Linked DNA regions of Hordeum vulgare: region 2 is linked to region 1. A link is a contact called in public Hi-C data. All regions are on one chromosome and are shown on one strand. The core of a region is the stretch at or near the end of the contact, and the rest is flanking DNA. Distances in the headings are between cores, read along the strand shown.

What was found. Hi-C and Micro-C count contacts between places; a contact is called where the count stands out from the background.
Region 2: a contact with region 1 is called in a Hi-C map of leaf, with 2.9 times the contacts expected there. The contact joins the enhancer-like site here to the promoter of LOC123398416 in region 1. A contact is called at or near these places in 1 of 6 Hi-C or Micro-C datasets (leaf) and 1 of 1 datasets of contacts at active chromatin or transcription factors (embryo).

Annotation. Positions count from the first base shown.
Region 1 is chr5H:417,856,021-417,863,143 of MorexV3_pseudomolecules_assembly, forward strand. It overlaps LOC123398416 (U-box domain-containing protein 39-like), which reads right to left and starts at 2,089. Exons shown (of 1, transcript XM_045092890.1): 1 at 188-2,089. The coding sequence starts at 2,019. The coding sequence ends at 352.
Region 2 is chr5H:418,102,600-418,109,153 of MorexV3_pseudomolecules_assembly, forward strand. No RefSeq gene overlaps it. Among protein-coding and RNA genes, the nearest start is that of LOC123395959, 170 kb to the right of the region's middle. Within about 2 kb of position 4,017, at least 3 of the 3 cell types and tissues checked have open chromatin away from gene starts, as enhancers often do. A contact at or near this core is called in leaf, where this site is marked.

The sequences.
Region 1 (7,123 bases), core at 839-3,338:
AATAATATAGGAGTATCTGTCAAGCTCTCGGAGTGTCTGTGTGTGTGCAGCAAGTACGGAGAGAACAAAGGATTGCTCTGGCTTGCAAGCAACATCCGACCAACCAACCAGCTCCTTGTTTGTCCGGCACAGGAGCCGACGAGCGAGCCAGCAACGGCAATCGACACTCCAGCACGAGCTCGGAGCATTTGAGGACAACATTTGAACGACTTCATTGCAGCATCAATCACAGTTTCAAAACGAAGGAGGGAATTAATCCTCTCGTGGCACCGACGTCTAACGCTAATTAAGCAAGCGATGGGTTTTTTTTACATACAAATGGCGGCAAGGGAAGGGGAGGTAAGGATCGGCTCAGAACTCGGCGGTGTTGCCGCACGACGAGGCCCCGACCTCGCGCTGCCGCCGCCGGAACGACATGAGCCCGTCCGACACGATGCTCCCGCCGCAGTCGTCCCCGTCGCCGCACTCCAGGCTGCTGCCGGTCAGGTCCGCCTCCTCGTCCAGGTCGCCCCGCATGGCGCGCAGCGTCTTCCTCGCCATCTCGCGCCGGACGCCGCCGGGGGTCCCCTCCTCGGCCACGCGGCGGAGGGCCTTGTCCGCGCCGGCTGCGCGCGCCAGGCCGCGGAACCGGAGGCTGCCGCGGCTCAGCGCGTAGATCGCCGCCACGCACCACTCCTCCAGCTCGGCGACGTCGTGGGAGGAGAGGAGGATGCCGGACACGGCCGCGACGGCGCCCGCGTCCATCAGCGAGGCGCGGCCCTCCGAGCAGCCGCCCACGTTGCAGATCACCATGAGGGCCAGCTTGCGGATGGGCGTGGGCTCGGCGGCGCTGGACGCGACGCTGAGGAGCGCCTTGGATGCCCCCGGGAAGCGGGCGACCTTGGACTGGTTGACGGCGGCCAGCGAAAGGTGGTAGATGGCCATCCCGGCGTCGCGGCGCGCGCGCGGGTGGTGGGCGGGGGAGGTCAGGAGGTCCAGCAGGGGAGGCACCGCGCCCAGCACGCCGATGGCGGCGCGGTTCTCCTCGTTGAGCGCCAGGCCGAAGAGCGCGCCGGCCGCGTGCTCGCGCGCCTCCGGCGCCGAGCCGCCGGAGCGGAGCACCTCGACGAGCGCCGGTACGGCGCCCGCGCGGACGATGCGTACCTTGTTCACCGGCTCAAGCGAGAGGTTGACCAGCGCCGCCGTCGCGTCGACCCGCGCGGAGGCGTGCCGCGGGATTAGCAGCACGCGGCGGAGGGCCGCGAGCAGCCGCGGCGTGCAGAGCGCAAGCCGACGCTCAGCGCTCTCCCGGGTGGCGTCCCGGAGGACGGCCAACGCCGCCGCCACCTCTCCATCTTCGTCCGCGTCCATCACCGTCGCGACCACCTCATCCTCCAACGGGTCTACCGGCAACTCCAGCTGGGTCACTTCCTTGGCCGCCTCCTTGACTGGCTTCGCAGCCGCATCGTCCTCCGCGGGTGTGATCTCCGAGGACGACGTGTACGTGGACGTCGACGCGGCGGAGGCCGGGGACGAGTAGGACGAATTGGACGAGCTCGCCATCGCCGCCCGCCTGGTCCTAACAGACTTGGCGTCGGCCGCCGCGGCCGCGGCAGGAGGCATCGCGCGGAGCACGGCCTCCCGGACAGCTTCCTTGGACGGCGGCCTTGGCGCCGCGAGGCCGGAGCGGGCGCACCAGGTGCCGATAGCCGCCTTGAGGGCGGAGTTTGGTATCATGGCATCGGAACCCGAGCCGGCGCCGGGGGGCAAGAAGGAGAGGTCGGAGCAGGCCTGGAGGCAGGCGCGCTCGTACGTCTGGCCGGAGGGCAGGATGACCGGGTCGGCCATGAGCGCGCCCGAGAGCGGGCAGACGAACTCCGGCGGCGCGGCCTCCTCCCACTTCCGCTCCGGCCCCGGGTCCGCGGCCGCCGCGGAGCGCGCGGGCGAGTAGGGGGCCGGCGGCAGGGACTTGGAGGAGGGGGAGGAGGGCGCGCTGCGTTGGAAGGGGAACCTCCAGCGCCGTGGACGCGCGGCACCCATGAACCCGCGCGGCTACTATTTAGCGGCGGCGGGGGCGGGGGCGGCGGAGGGAAGCTGCTTTTGTGGCTTGGGCGGGCATTTGTTTTAGGGAGAATGGTTGCTTTTGGGGTTTGGGTGCTTTGTGGCTTGGCCGGGAGTGAGTGAGTGAGGTGGTGTGGTCGTGGTTTTATGCGCCGGGAGAGAGAGAGGCGAGACAGGGGAAGAACCTTAGCCTGGAAGGGAGCCGAGCGATGTGGGTGCGCGCGCGCTGCTTTCGGCTTTGTTTAACTGCCGCGGCTCGTGTGAGAGATAATTGCATCTATCATCCTTGAATTGGCGGCGAGCTCCAATTCAGTCGAAGAAAGTTAAAAACTGCTTCAGTACGATCCTCATACACGGAAATATGTTACCAATACGGTCTTGAATCTTGGAGAACGAGTCCCCTCTCTATGGGTCCCCTCTCTATGCGTCGCCGTGTGGCCCATCTGTCAGCGAAGACCCCACTTGTCAGCGCTAACCCCACTCACCTCCTTGTCTGTTCTCGATCCCCTGTCCTGTCTTCCCCAATTGAGAGCGAGAGGCGAAAGACGGCGATCAACCACGGCGGCAGATGAACGGCGAGCAGGCATTTCGATGATAGTCCGTGCGGTGGCGGAAGCGACAGTGATGGCGCCGCAACCTGTGGGGCGGAGTTCGTCAAAGATGAAGGGCCCTCGACGGCGTCCCGACGGCGAGGCGGCTTCAACCTATGGTATGATTCGTTGATAGCACATAATGTGATGTGTTTTTTGGCCCAATAACCTGCATTGTGTCGATTAGGTCCTGTGCATAAATTATGTGATTTGTACATGTCGATTTGCTGTCGTTTGTGAGGAATTGTGCTTGGGTTTGAACTTTTACTGAATGTTTTGTTGTAGCGAAGGAGAGTGGATATTTCAATGTCGAAGTGATTCATGGTGGGGTTTTCTTTGGTAGTGGGTTGAATATGTGCTATTTCGATGGCAAGAAGGTTTGTTATGATTATTGTCATGTGGAATTAGTATACTACAGTATGTTTGAAGAAATAGTTGAGCACTTGGGGTATGAAAAGGAAGAAAGAATTCATATCTATTGGCTGCCCCCTGGTTGTCACATTAATGGAGGTGCTGAAACTCTGTTGTCCAATGATGCTGACTTAGATGCTATGTATCTTCAGATGAATATAAGGCATAATTTCCAAATGATATATCTTGATCGTTTGGATAGCCATATTTCTGGTGGAGGTTCTAAATGGGATGATGTTGTGGCTAATCGAGTAGCAGAATTTCCTACTGTTTTCAGTCCCATAAAGAAGCCAAGCAGTGCAAATGAAAGCAACACATCTTGTAGTGCTGTGGATGAAACTCATGAAATTCAGAGTCATGACCAAGAGATCTCTCATGACCAATTCTTTGTGAGACTGAGACCAAGAGCACATAAGTTGGAAGAGGAGGAAGAACAATATGCAGATTCAGAATCAGCTGACAGTGATTATATTCCTGAGATTATTGACAGTGATTGTGACTTGGAGGATGGGGATGAAGATTTGTTGCAGGAGCAGCTGCATCCAGTGCAAGACAAGAAAGGGAAGAAGGTGGTTGAAGATTGCAACTCTTAAGAAGAGGAATTGGATGGTCCAGATTTTGATGAAGATGAAACAAAATTCAATTTCAAACCTTTTACAGCTGCACACATGCTGAGCCTAAGTTCCATGCAGGCCAATTGTTCTCTTCAGTGGTGCTTTTGAGGAAAGCAGTCAGAGAGTACAATTGCAAATAGAGGGTAAACATCAAATTCCCAAAGAACGACAAAATAAGGCTTTGTGCTAAGTGTGAGAAAGGCTGCCCATGGTATCTATATGCATCTTGGGACAATATGACAAATGCTGTAATGGTGAAGACATTCAATGGTCAGCACACTTGTGAGAAGAAGTGGCAAATTACAGCCTTTACAACTAGGTACATTGCTTCAAAATATGTGGACAAGATTAGGGCATGTGAGAAGATTTCACTAAAGGCCTTAGCAGGTTTTGTGCAAGAAGATTGGAACATGACAATTAGAAGGGGAAAGCTTGGGAGAGCTAGGAAGATTGCATATGATATTATATATGGAGATGAGATCAAACAATATAACTTGTTGTGGAACTATGCAAATGAAGTGAGAGATCAAATCATGGAAGTACTTTCTTTGTTGAGCTTTCAGATGAGGTGTAGTTTCAGAAATGTTACTTCTCATTTGATGCATGCAAGAGGGGGTTCTTATCTGCTTGTAGACCTATTATTTTCCTAGATGGTTGCCACTTGAAGACACAATATGGTGGTGTTCTATTAAGTGCAGTTCAGATGGATCCAAATGATTGCATATTTCCTGTGGCTCATGCAGTAGTGCAAAGTGGCTACTTTGGATGAGTCATGGAGCCACGCCATTACCTCGAGCTCCCGTCGGTTCTTTGGCGGTATCATCTCTATCAGGTCACCACCCAAATCCTTCAGAAGACCTTTAACTGACTGCATTGACCAAGCTTGATCTGGAAGCCCTTTGAAACTTACCTTCGTCTTGTACTCGAGACCAACCTGAGTGGCTCGAATATCTCTGACCCATCGGTAAATTGGATCCACTAGCGGCAGCACTTGAACTTCATTGATGATTGTAGCACCAGCTTACACTTCTCCTCCGTCGAGAAAAACATCCACAAGTCATGCGGGGGGCACGCTACCTGGATGCTCACCTCCGACGGCAGGACGCCATAGCATGCCTTGATGCTGGCCAGGAGAGCCGCCGGCGTCACAACCTCCTCGCCGTCTCCAAGCGCACTAGCCAGAATAACGAACTGGCGGGAGCGAGCCTCCAGCGCATCCATCGATAGCGTCCGTGCCAGCAGGACGTGTCTCCTCTCTAGACGGAGACAAGGCTCACCACGATGCCAAACCTCCTGTGGGTAAGCCCTCTCCAGCAAGTTGCGGCTCGATCCATCACCGGCGACGACCGTCGCCGCCGTACTTCGGCCGTCTTCGCTCTCCACGCTCGAGCCACTCATCACTGGAGGGGGTTGCGGGTTGGATTTGGGGATTTTTCCCCCTCGAACTGGCTCACCTCCTCTTATCCACTCTGCACTGACAGGTGGGGTCTCCGCTAACGGGTGGGCCACGCGGTGACGTGTCATACGTGGTATTCGTGATACGTAGCTGGCGCGTAGAATGGGGACTGGCTCTCCCAGATCCAGGACCGTATTGGTAACGTATTTCCATGTATGAGGATCGTATTGAAGCAGTTCTCAACTTCCAGGACTGGATTGGAGATCGCCGCCAACTTCCGGGATGTTAGGTGCAATTTTCTCCTCGTGTGATGGTGGCTCGCCTGCGGCATACGGTTGCAGCCAGACGGTTGTGAGCTCAGAAATCAGGGCGTGTCGTCTTGACGTCTTTCCAACTGTTCGATGGAGAGTCAAACATCTACTCCGTCCATTTTAAACACTACACAATATTTGAGGCATCTGCAAAATCTCCTAAAATGTACACCGTAGACTAATCCATACACGAGCCGGTCATCCAACCGTATCTTCTAAATGTTCGTCTCGGTTTGATTATCCTTCCTTCCAAATGCCTACCAGCATGACTATAACTAAAGTGTGATATTCATAGCACCCTATCACAATCAAAAATAGATGAATGTTTGGTGTTTACATATGTCTGTTCACAAATAATTTAGTGTCACAGTCCACATTGAAAAGGCATTTCGGCCCTCCCACATCGGTTGTTCGAGCCTCCAAACTCATTCTATCGTCACCTGCTCGTCAGCATATGCCTCCGTCTCGGCCACTTCCATCTTACCCGTCAAGAGCTCCAACATCCTAACACGAACAACGCGCGCACGACCATCGCCGCATCAACATCCAACTCATCCATCCTCATGGTCAACTCTTGGTATCCTCTAAGCGGCCGCGAGCTCAACCTTCTTTTCTTCGAGTTTGATCTTGTTCTCTTCGAGGTTGATTTTCTTCGCAGTCGTCATCAAGACGTTGAATCTCCCAAGTTCTCCCCCCCTTCATGTCATAGCGCTTGACCCATGTCCCATCCTTCTTGGCTAAGATGTTCTTGAACCTCTCTTTTGTTGTGCCGGTTGCATCGTTGTAAGTGCATCTAGTGCCCCCTTGGTGACTTTGGTGTATTGAAGACTTATAGGTTAAGAGACTAATATGTCTGTGAGTGTAAAGATGCTCTATAAGTTGCTGAGGAGTTTGATATATCCGAAGAATGCTGACCCCTAAACATGAATGTCTTCAACTGAAGACTTTGATATTTTCCTCAAGACTTTGAAAGTGAGGAAATTGGTGTGTCCTTGAAGATACTGATGCGAGGACTATGAAGTGTGAAGAATTTTGTTTTTGTAGTTTCATTTCCTTTCTGTTGAGTCATACGAACATCGTACTGTTAAAGGGGTCAAGGTAATACTAAGGAAAATTTTCCAAGTGATGCTCATCTCAAAGCCTACACATAACCAATCCTTCGAGTGAAGCCTTTGGAAATCTCTTGCAGTTCAGTCAAATTCTTTAGTGACACACACGGTGTTCTTCTGGTCTATGAGGAAATTGGTCTGACTAAGTAGTTAGGATTTCGCGAGGGCGAATTGCCTACAAGTGAGGAACAAGATAGATTTGAGGACTTTCATAGTTCAAAGGTTTCGATCGTTGTTGTACTTCTCGCCATCTGTCCCTAAGATCTTATCCACATAACAGTCATATCATTGCGGACATTTATGTCTTATCATGTCGGGTTGCACATGGCTAAAAATAGCCGCCCCCATAACCACTAGTTGGTTGGCTGCTCCAAGAAAGAACTTGACACTTGTTATTTGAGAGCAACCCATCCTCCGAAGACTTTCACAGAAAATCATCAGTGAGGAAAAACCCAAAAACCCAAAATCGAAAACCCAAAGTGATTGAGCATCACTAAAGAGATTCTTCCTATGTCGAACCGGCGCTTGTTACCTTTGAAGATTGTGTATCTTTTAGACGGTGAGGCGTCATGGTCTATAGCATCCAAGAGGAAATTTTGGATTGCCGGGTGACCGAGTTTGTGAGGGTTTGGAAGTCTACCCTGAAGACTTA
Region 2 (6,554 bases), core at 2,767-5,266, 250 kb after region 1:
CTCACTTTAAATACCTTATAAAAAATATAGACCATTTTTCGTTGTTTTCGTTTACACCTGCAAATTGCTTTTGGCCTGTAAGTTACAACTGAAAGAAAAATACACGTGTATTTATTTACATTGATTCTCACCACAGCATCAAAGGTTACTAAACTGAGACAATGGTCGACAAAAAAAAGGATACCCCCTCCCCCGTTGACAAAAAAAAGGATACCCCCTCAAATTTCGCAAAACTTTGGTGTAAACTCCATATAAGTTTCGCAAAACTAAACGTTTAGTTTTGTTTGTAATGGCTGGCGTGAAATGTAACTCGTGTTCCCTGCTCAAATCTGAGCTTATTCGCAAAGGGCATGTACAGTCTATAGTGGTTGATAATACAGTATTATCTAAAGCTTGTCATGTAATCTAGAGATGGAAATAAGAAATAATGCAATGTATTATCTCTAGTTACTCACCACGTTTCTTTATGTAAGATGTATAATTTTTGAAGCAATAACCAAGACACATAATTATAAACAATTTAGAAGAAAATATCATGAGCTAATTTATTTATTAGCGATAAGTAAATCATTTAGACTAAGAAAGCAAGAGATACCCACAATTGGGAGAGAGATATTTTCCTTTTTTTCTCTACAAGGTACATGCAATCGAGAGAGATACTTTTTGTTTTCTGAAGGGTTAAAAAGGAAATTACATGGAACTATAAGCAATACACCTACATCGTAAAATTCTATCAAAAAATAAAAACATCTTATATAAAAGAACAATGGGGGTACTGGATATACTTAAATATGTGATGAGAGATATTATTGCTAAGAGATTATCTCCTTTAAGAGAAGAGGCAAGACTTTTTTCTTCTTCTAATTCTTTCCCGTTACCTATCATTTATCTTGAGCTCTTTTATGGTACCGTGTAATGAATACTAACCGTTCCTTCTTGAAGATCCAACGCCTCAAAAAGATGTATACTATTTGAATTGGATTAGCAATACAACATGCACTGCTCGGTCAGCACGAGCAATATATGTAATTTGAGGGCAATTTGGAAAGATTAAATGTCAACTCATTAGACAGATTGAAGCGACCCACCTAATTTTCCTTTTATCCGGTTCTGTTGCTGCCCATGCATCATTTTCCTCTGCAAGCCCATCTTCCGTCCCTTCCTCGTTAAGCCCGAGCTCGTAGGCGAGGCGCTCGACAGCATAGTGCAGGGATCGCCCGACGTCTTCTATCTAGTACCTACACCGTTCTAACGTTGTCCTCTTCCTCGTCAGGTCGTATGTGAAGCAATGGCTTAAGTTGCTCATCATGGTCCGGTTCATGGTAGTGGTAGCGAAACCACCGGACACAATTGACGAGCTCGCCGTCCTCGCGACCGTCGACAAGAAAACCATACAGAAAGGGTCGTGCTTGGGTACACCCCCTCCCAAAAAGTATAAGGGGTTGGGGGGTCATTTCACATGCCGTATAGCGCCTATGCCGTACAGACCGCATGCGTCGCCATACAGACCGCTCGCGTACGCCCACAACTGCCGCGCGTGCACGTCCCACGTGTGCCACTCCGTGGTATGAGTAAAAATAATAGTTCGCCTGATCGCGCGACTGCCGTCCATGTAGGGCTCGATTATTTCCTAGCAGCTGCAACTAGCATCTAAAGAAAATTTTAACGTCACTCAGTTTCTAAGATGTAATCATACTATGTACAACCAAGCATGGATAAATGAACTTGTAATCCATAATGTTAGAATAAATCCGAGGTACGCGATCGATCCACCTAGGAACAATCAATCACAGCACGATAACGACACCGAGATTTGTTCTAACAAGGTTCGGCGAACTCGCCTACTCTCCGGGGCAATGACTACGGACGCTTCTTCCCGAGATACCGCAACACCGGCCACCCGGCGCCGGCACGAGCAGCCGGCTCCCCCTTGCGAGCCTATCGCTATCTAGTCGTCATGGGTTACAACGTGAGGTGCCTCCTCATATATAAGAGGCCAAGGGTACAACGTATCCGACTACGACATTACATGTATCCTACCCAAACTACAACACCAAGTCCATATGTAACCCAACTCGTACACAATATTCTACACAACTCTAACAAAGTCCACCTTGGCGAATATTCTTCACCACTTTGAATTTGTCCATGCGTCAAACTTCTATGTACTCCGGACTTGTGTTGTCTTCTTCGTAGCTTACCGAGAGCTACCCGACGAGTCTGCCCCAGACCCGCCGCCTCCGTGGGAACTTGCTGCTACTCCTGCAACTCCGGTCTCCTTGACTCCACCTGCAATAGTGCTTCCTTGTAACCTGTAAAGATGTGAAGCCGTCCTCGCTCCAATCATCACGGTCACCTTATATTCCATGATTTCCATGGTCTCCTTATCCCGATCACAACGGGATATCATACCACCATCATGAAGAACTCCAAGCGAAATTAGATTCCTCCTTAGCCCCGGCACATGCCTGACTCCCCGAAGCATCCGCTCAACTCCGTCAAACATCTTGATTTTGATGTCACCTACTCCAGCCACAAGATAACCAGTGTCATCGTCCATATAGGCTAAACCAAAATCATTAGTCTTGTACGTAGAGAACCACTCCTTGTTGGGTGTCGCATGAAAAGAGCAAGCTGAATCCAACATCCACGCTTCACTTTCGGTTGACCGCCTGTCTGATACTACGAGGGCATCACTACTGCTGTCTGAGTCATCACCATGAATTGTCATATTAGCACTTGACTCACCATTGAGCTCTCGACAGTCCTTTTTAATATGTCCCATCTGCTTACACTTGTGATACTGTATTTTCTTTTTCTTTTTCTTGTTCTTCCCTGCCTCATATCACTTCCGCCACTCTTCACCCTTGACTAGCAAACTTTCACCATGAGTGACTTCAACCGCGTTCTTCTTTCTCATGTGATAAGATATCAAGGCTGCAGTAATATCCTCATTCTTGACGGTCTCCTTGCCGTGCGTCAGAGTAGTGATCAAATGGTCATATGATGATGGCAATGAACAAAGAAGCAGAATTGCCCTATCCTCGTCGTCAATCGTTGCACCCAAACGTGCTAGATCCGTCACGACTTGATTAAAGGCGTTCATATACTCCACAAGATCCGAACCCTCCTGCATCTTCATCTCATACAACTTTTGCTTCAGATACACCTTGGTCGTCGCAGTCTTGGACATAAATTGACTCTCCAGCTTCTCCCAGATCTTCTTCGGCGAATTGTCGTCCATCACATGATAAATAACCTGGTCCGACAGACACAACCGTATAGTTCCGGCTATCCTCAAGTATAACTCCTCCCAGTCCTCAGCCTCCATCTTAGCTGGTTTGGCTTCCTTCAACAACGCCTTCAAGCATCCCTGTTGTGCCAACAAATCTTTCACCCTTGTCTGTCGTAGGCCAAAGCTTCCAGTCCCGTCGAACTTCTCCACCTCAAACCTAGTATCCAATGGTGGCATGGTTCTTTGTATGATTGACCTGCGAAAAATTAACTGAGCTCTCTCACTTGTTTCCCAAGTACACAAGCTTGTACTACTAGCAAATTCCAACCAAACAACTTTCTGGTATTCACGTGATGGCAGCCTCCCTTGACACTAATTCCAATGCTAGTTGTTGCTTTGCTTTGCCAAAGCCGTTGCTAATTCCTGATGGATGCGTAGACCCTGTTCAAAATCTGATGGATTTTTCCCTTCCGATTGGATCTAACTGTTATTTTCGTCTCTCGTCACGTCCTCCTACACGGTGCCTCCACAAGCTTGTATAGCCTACAAGCATCCCTGCACGAGTCTAACCTGGAGACGTTTTCTTCGAGGACTCGGTCCGTTTTGTTTCCATAACAAATCAAGCACGTAACCTTCTAGGTACCGTGGACTGCATGGGCCTCACCCAACTGGCACAACACCGTGCGCGAAACGATGCCGCCTGTACGCCAAACCGAGATGCATCGCATGTACGCCTCCATGGGCCCCGACCAATCGTCTGGCACCGTGAGATGCATCACGCGTGTACGCCTGCATGGGCCCCGACCAATCGCCTGGCTCCGTGAGATGCATCACGCCTGTACGCCTGCATGGGCCCCGACCAATCGCCTGATACTCTTTCTTTAAATCAACGATCCCGTAACCTCCTCGAACCTTCCTCATGACACCACTTATGTTAGAATAAATTCGAAATACGCGGTCGATCCACCTAGGAACGAGAAATCGCAGCACGATGACGACATCGAGATTTGTTCCAACAAGGTTCGACGAACTCGCCTACGCCCCGGGGCAATGACTACGGGCGCTCCTCCCCGAGATACCGCAACACCGGCCACCCGGCGCCGACACAAGACATCGGCTCCCCCTTGCGAGCCCGTCGCTATCTAGTAGTCATGGGTTACAACGTGGGGTGCCTCCTCATATACAAGAGGCCAAGGGTACAACGTGTCCGACTACCACATTATATGTATCCTACCCAAACTACAACACCAAGTTCATACGTAACCCAACTCGTACACAATATTCGACACAACTCTAACACATAACAAGGCAGTCGACGATCCGAGGTCTGCCGCAAGGTCATGTTTGTGTGAGGCTGAAGGTCTACAAGAGGAGCGTGGCGAAAGCTAGATGGATGGAGCGAACCAACGCAACGACAGGGAGGCAGCAGCAAGAGCGCCCAAGGGTAGTTGGATGACTGGTTGGGCGTGCAATATGGGGGACGGTTGCTTGGGGCAATGACCGGAGCCGAGAGGTGAGATTGCCCCGCGGCGACGTTTCCTCTCGACTGAAATGGCAGATACAAACAAAGAGTTTTAGTGCGAAGATTAGGGTGTAAACTATCCTCACAAAATTAACGGCGAGATAAGATCTATACTGCTCTTTTCCGTAGAAGTATAGGGTATATCATAAAAATGCTCTTTATCTTACATGGCATTTCTAAAATAACACCATTGTACATGCCCTAATGTAAAATCTTTCCTATAAATTTCTGGGAGTCTCTTCAAAGATTAAGAATAAATTAAGCATGTTTGTGTATGGCTCGCTCCCTTGACATTTGAAAGATCATCATAGTAATCACCATATTTAGAAATCATCGGAAAAAAAATCATGAATACGCATTGTAGTGTATCATTTTCATGATAGAAAGAGTGGAAACAAGGGTGGCTGCCCGCGACTATGTGCACACTCGGGCATAGTAATGGGTGCTGATTAGCAGAAAAGAGGGTTACTCAGCCCAAAGTAACATAGACTATGTTATACTCCCTCCGTTTTTAAATATAAGTCTTTCTAGAGATTCTATTAAAGGACTACATACGGATGTATGTAGACATACTTTAGAATGTATATTCACTCATTTTATTTCGTATGTAGTCACCTAGTGAAATTTTTTAAAAGACTTATATTTAAGAATAGAGGGAGTAGGTGTGATTCTATCCAGCCTGCGGGCACCTACCATCACCCAGCGGTGTGCATCCTCCATGATAGAGCGGATCAGGAGCGAAGCTGAAGGTTGTCCGTTGTCTCTAGAACATTTACATATAAAAAAAAAAAACAAGATCCTGCATGTACCAACCAAAACATACAACCGTATTTCCTCTTTGGATTTACATTTCTCGAAACATAATCTTTGTTGTGGTATTTCTTGAAACACCGTTATATCTTTTTGAGAAAAGTGCATTTTACAGCCCTGAACTTATGTCCGGGTTTAAGTTACAACATCGAACTCCAAAATCAGTTAGGACAAAACATGCACATTAGCGGGAAAACCATCTCACTTTGAAAAAAAAAGGGGTATTGGCAGATAGTTCGAGGTTGCCTACTAACAGGTTATAGAGATGAGGAGTTGTAAATTAAACTTGCCCATGCATTTAGGGTTGTAAAGCACACCTCTCCTTCTCACTCTCTTTTCTTTTTCTTTAGGAAGAACGCCACTAGTTAAAGTGTGGTATTAGTATTATTACTAGTCCGTCACACTGGTAGCAAAAGGAATAATGTAACGAGATGCACATAGCTAGCTAGTGATTTCTACAGAATCGACAGCGGTGCATTTATCCACGACTTTGTCTGCAAAGTGAAGATGGCGACATCTGCTTTATATTAGATATAAAAGACGCAATCTTGTGGGTATGGACACAATGTTTCTTCTAGCAACACAAATCCACAATCCCAAGTATATATAACCGTGCACACAAAGAAATACCTTTCTTGGTTTACTTATACGGTTGGGCATGAAAAAGCTCAGCACACTTTCAATCATGCACCAAGATAGTGCGTTCACATTGGTTGATCTTTCAATCTTTAACAGTTCCAAAAGAAAAGAAATGAAAAAGGTGATGGCACATATACACGAGGGGAATGCACGAGCTGCATCATCCAGTGTGCCTGTCGATTTGAGCGCGAAAATAAAAGCAAAGTTACGAAGATTCAGAAATGAAAGACAGCGTGTTTAATATGATGCCTTAAGGCATGTACAATTGTGAAATATGGATGTAGATGCTTCATGACAAAAAATAACTTAAGGCATCTAATTGATTTTTCTTTCCAATGTAAGCTATCA